Regions from separate parts of the Zea mays genome. Here region 2 is linked to region 1. The links are chromatin contacts, called in public Hi-C maps. All regions are on one chromosome and are shown on one strand. Each heading gives the region's core, a stretch centred on a gene start, on an enhancer-like site or on the middle of the called end of the contact. The rest is flanking DNA. Distances are from core to core; before and after follow the strand shown.

What was found. Hi-C and Micro-C count contacts between places; a contact is called where the count stands out from the background.
Region 2: a contact with region 1 is called in a Hi-C map of leaf, with 3 times the contacts expected there. The contact joins the enhancer-like site here to the promoter of LOC542663 in region 1. A contact is called at or near these places in 7 of 25 Hi-C or Micro-C datasets (bundle sheath, ear, endosperm and 2 more).

Annotation. Positions count from the first base shown.
Region 1 is chr5:101,210,367-101,213,132 of Zm-B73-REFERENCE-NAM-5.0, reverse strand. It overlaps LOC542663 (cinnamyl alcohol dehydrogenase), which reads left to right and starts at 1,445. Exons shown (of 4, transcript NM_001112184.2): 1 at 1,445-1,680. The coding sequence starts at 1,592.
Region 2 is chr5:101,274,545-101,277,434 of Zm-B73-REFERENCE-NAM-5.0, reverse strand. No RefSeq gene overlaps it. Among protein-coding and RNA genes, the nearest start is that of LOC103626754, 18 kb to the right of the region's middle. Within about 2 kb of position 1,569, at least 5 of the 20 cell types and tissues checked have an H3K27ac peak or open chromatin away from gene starts, as enhancers often do. A contact at or near this core is called in leaf, where this site is marked.

The DNA.
Region 1 (2,766 bases), core at 196-2,695:
ACATTTGATTTCTAGGAGAAAGCAGAGTGAAGAGCTGGTGAAAATCGATTCTCTATTATCTTCACTAGAATATAAATGAAGCACATTTTTAGCTCCAGCTCTTAGCGCAAATAGAGAAACTCTCCTAATTGTAGCATGAATGAGATGACATTATAAAAGCCTTTGATGAGATTTTCTTCCGAGAAGCTGAAGCTCCTCAGATAGCCCAATGATATGTATGTAAGTGTATTTTTTTTAAAAAAAGCGGGCAAATGAAACTAAATCATCCTATCCCCTTTAATATACTGAGATGCCAATTAGTTGGTTGCCAGCCGGAGTATGGTGGATGGGATCCTCCTATTGGTTAAATTATGAATGAATTGTTTGGTTGCCCGGTCCAATCTTTCTTATGTCTGTTTCGTTTAGATCGTGTACACCACTTCTTATTGTTTAAATGGCCAATTTAATCGGGGCCTAAACGACATATGTGCCTCAATTTACCATACCAATGATGCCGCTTACGTGAATAGTTGAATACCGATACTACTACTACCGCACGCGTCATGGTTTAACCTTTTAACAGTTGGATTGAAACATCAGCGACCACTCGGCACTTGGGTGACAATTTGTCACACACCTCGTAGTCGAGTGGAAATGCACTTACCCAATTTCTCAACCCATAAGACTATTTCCAGCATCTCGATTAATCCCCATATTTAAAATCAACTTTCATAGTTTATATTGTGAAGTGTTTTATGTGACGACATTAGTGGATTTATGGACACGGTCTAAGGACCCGTGACTTGTATTTTTCTTCATTGACCTAGCTAGCTAGCTAGCTAGCATCGTGAAGCCACGCCCATGCGTTTGGTATCGTCCGAGTTGTGTACAATTTCCAGCCAGTGGAATCACAGTTATTGGATCATTTTGGTACGTATAACGTATTCTTTTTGTATTTCCTGTCTAAAGACATTAATTTCAGAGAAGCCGGGTCTATTTTAGAAGGGCTTGGCTTCTTCCCGTTTGGTAGACCTCCTCGAAAGACGAAAGTCTTACTTCCTCTGGTTTCCTATTAGTTATCGTTTTGAATAAAGTTCGAGTCAAACTTATAAAATTTTGACTACAAATAACTATTTTGTTATTTAGTTTTGGAACCTAATATTTATATGCACCAATTTGTTATAAAACGTACTTTTATAAAAGTATAAATGTATTAAGAGTTCATTTGTATTTTAACAAAAAATATTGGTCAAAGTTATATTTTGGAGACCGTGTCGTTGTCCTAAACGACAACTAATAGGAAACCGGAGGGAGTACTGATTTTCTCCTGCAGCGGGCACAGAAGATCATGCTGGAAAGGTAGTAGGTACAGGTAGCCTGGAGCGGAGGAGTTGCCACTTTGCACAGTGCCGATCGAGCTCGCAGCCACTATATAGCACGCACCCTGCTCAAGCATCTTTTCCTTACCCAGAAAGATCGCACTACCCGGCGCTCGCGCGGCTTTCTTTCCCAACTCCGACGAAGGCTAGCTACACCACCTGGTGCGGGCTCGTCTCCATCGCCCGCCACCCGCTCCGTCGTCGTCGTCCCCGCCGCGCCGATCCCGAATCGAATGGGGAGCCTGGCGTCCGAGAGGAAGGTGGTCGGGTGGGCCGCCAGGGACGCCACCGGACACCTCTCCCCCTACTCCTACACCCTCAGGTACTACGCCGCGCCGGCGCCCTCGTGTTTGTCCTCTCCTCCAGTCCCTCCCGTCTGTATATGTCCGACTGTCTCCGCCCTTTTGCAAACACGCAAATGGATGGATCCAGGAGGACGAGAGACGGTTAGTTTCTGCACGCGCCTCCTCCAGTAGTTCTCCGAGTTCTCGGGAAGAACAGAAAATTTGATTGATGTTTTTTTTGATGAAAAATAAAAAGGGACTTGGGGCATATTTTCGATCAACTTGCAACGGAAGATGACTAGGAGTACGTACGTAGCGTAGCGGCGGCGGGTTTTAATTTGGGGGAGCACTCTGTTAGTCTGTTGCATATATGGGAGTACCTGATTCGTTGCAGTTATTATTATCTATACGCGTACGATATGTTTTAGGGGGTGTTTGGTTGCTCCTGCTAAAGTTTAGTCCGGGTCACATCAAGCGTTTTACTTTTAAATAGGAGTATGAAATATAGACCCAACCAACTAGACTAGATTCGTCTCGTCTTTTAATCTTCGGCTGACAAATTAGTTTTATAATCCGACTACATTTAATACCCGGAACAGAGGTTCAAACATTCGATGGGACAGAGACTAAATTTTAGCAGGGTGTAACCAAACACCCCCTTAGTCCACAACAAGAGCATTATGCGCTGTGTTGCATCATGCATATATGATACGTCTTCAACTTCTTGCGGTCCAACTCTAGATAGTGCACATGCATATGCCAAATACGGATACTGGACAAGATAGCACACAAGCAGAGCAGGTTGGGCGAGCGTACACTGCACGTATGCTTCTCTTCTACATGGCATTTTGTTTCGAACATTAATATATGGGTACTGCTCCTGCACAGCACTGCACGTGCTTGACGTCTCGTACAGACCCAGCAGCGTGTGAACTTGTAGGTAAGATACGTAACTACTGATATCTGCAGCTACCTACCGCCTGTCGCGATCACCATCCATTTGTACTCGCAGTAATAATACCGATTACCCTTTTATTATTATTTCTCATGCCATCGACGACTACTAGCACTATCCAACGTACAACTGTGGCGCGATTCATATATGCATAATTCTACATGGTGCT
Region 2 (2,890 bases), core at 320-2,819, 64 kb before region 1:
CTTCATAACAGAGAAGTAACGGCGATCCGAATCGATTAGAATTTGCAAAAGTTGAGTGGCATGTATACAATTAACCCAATCGATTAATACCCAGCAGGGGATCTCCAACCACATGACATATGTAGCACTTAACCCTTGCATATGTCAACCCTTCCCTTGGATCCTCCACTACATGAACTGGTCCGCGCTACCTGGGAGCACATTACCCTACCATCCAGCCTCTTGCTAGGAGGATAACTGCTAGTCCCACCATCTCCCACGCCCGGTGCGCTGTTGTCTTTTCACGTATGGAATAGCCGGGTTCGGGCTTACCCATGACGAGGTATGTGGCCAGCTAAAAGGTCCTAGATCAATAGGCCTTCAATCGGTACAGTCCTTAATCGACACAGACGGTGACACTACAACCAGACACCGTTCTGGTGCAAGTCAACCGCCTGGCCTCAAGTTTACTTATGCTATTTCTCAAAACATTTGGCACCTGACAAAGGGGCCATGCCTGGATAATGAATTTCTCACTGCAGATGATTCCTTCATTATCCCAAGCCAATTTTCTTTTGGCAATTATGAGTCATAGATCAAAAACATTTTTTAATCTATCGCATGATTAAGCATCTCTAGCTTTTATAAATCAGGTGACAAGGTATGGTAATCAATTCTTTCAAGGAATGGTAATGCATCAAGTGTTTAATCAATCAACTCCTATCACCTAATGCATCATATAAGTGATAAAATTTTGTAAATACAAGGAGGGTGGCAAATGCACCGGGGCTTGCCTTTTTGCAGGAGAAGATCCAAAACCCTTCTATCACGACAATTAGTTAGATGGAATTCCACCACTAGATCAACAGTACTTGGAGCAGGCTTCTTCTTCAATGCCACTTCTTCTAGGTATTCTACAAGTCAATTACAAATACATGGATGCTTATGTAATGACATGAAATGCAAACTCTCATAAAGGAGAGGTGGGGAACATAAACATCCCTAATTAAGCACATGATAAGCTTACCTATACTTATACTTAACATTTGATCTAACGGTCTAAACTGAATTTAGTTGGACCAACCAGAGGACTAAACATACTAAGAATCACTAAATTTGCTGCCCATCAATTTATAGGTACTAACTCCTTTTATACATATATTAACACTAGATTTCTGGATTTTATATTTCTCTTTTAACTATTTTAATGTCCTATGGGAAAACCAACTCCAAATACATTCCAATTTTTTTACCCAGCTCCATCTTAGACATATTAAACTTACCCACAAATTTTCAATATTTTTGAAGCTATATTTCTATTTCTAAAATTCATTTAAGCCACTTAAAGGTACTTCTAAATAAATCAAAAAACTAACAGTTGCTGCAAAAACCCTATAGCTAATTTTTACAGGAACTACAGGTTTTCATGGACTCTGAAAAATTTGTTTCACTATGTTATCATTTTTCTACATTTTCTAGTGTAAGATATTTGATGTCGGGTAAAAGAAAAAGAAAAATGACTTAACAGTGATGGGCTGAAACTTATGGGCTTGGCCCCTGCACACAGGGAAAACAGCCGCGCACAGGTCGCCAACGACCGTATATGGAATTTTTTTTACTAACATCTCCTCGTAAGATCAGTTAACAGCGCAAAAGTCTGGTGCCCTAGTTTCTTGTTTCACTGACATCTAATGCCGAGACCCTCCTCTATTCCTTCATTTGTGAGTCCCGGTCCTCTACTCACCTCCGGTGGTACCCTAGGTCGAGCACCTGGCCATGGCACCAGCGTTCGCCACAGGTAACCTACTCTATTGGAAATAAACATTCCCGCACCAACTTTGGCCTTAGTTGACTAATCCCCTCAACCGGGTTGATCTATGCTGACCCTGAACCCCATCTATATCCGACGACAGGAGGAGCGCAACCTTGGTTAAGCTACGCCCAAGGCCATTTGGCAGTAGCGTTTAATCCGATGCCGCGGCTAGCATCAACAATACATCTAACATGTGATTCTTACACTGACTGACTTGGGGAACACTAGCCTCGTTGGTCGACGCGGACATGCTAGACAACAGCATTCACCAAAGATTCTATATCTTTCTAAGCACTGCACCACGAGAAACTTTAAACGGCTCGGCCAGAGAGATTTACGAGTACTTAATGGCTATAGAACACAAATAGGGCAAAAGAAATTTACCCTTGAAGCAGCTAACCACGGTGAAAGGGTGAAAAGGCTCGGCGTGGTCATCACGTCCAAGGCAACCAACGATATAGGACTGGGACACCCCTGTGATGTTTAGTAGAGAGTTGGAATGGTCATAGAACACCAGTTATTCAGTTTCAAATGACCAGAATCGAAGTAATGGGAGAGAGGCAGGAATGGTTTTAGACCCAATACTCCAAGCAAGACATAGTGTGCACGATGGGTTCACTAGGAGCCGGTTAAGGAGGGCTCTGGAATTCCAACAAAGACAGAGTTATGGCACGTGGTTGCACTACTATCTTCCACCCAGGATTCATGAACAGAGGGACACGGTGTGGTGGTTTAGTATGGCTTTGACAGCAATTTCAAGCAGCTGCGTCACCACCTTCAAGATAAGTTTCAGTCTGGCACTTGGGCAGTAAAAATACCCCACATAACCCCAAGCACAAGGACTAGTTGAAGCAGATCTTTACTCGCTGAGCAGAGAGGGTAAAAGAATGGGGCTCCATTTACTGACAGCACAACAAATCAACAGCTGAGTCACCAGTTTCTAGATGAGTTCCAGTTCTGCACCGTTTTCCCCCTCGTGTGGACAGCAAAAATATCCCACATGATCACCCCAAAACTCCCCACAAAAACTAGAAAATGGAAATATTTCTGTTGTAGATTTCTTTTTACTCAAGTCTGAACAAGTTCAGGTCAATAGTA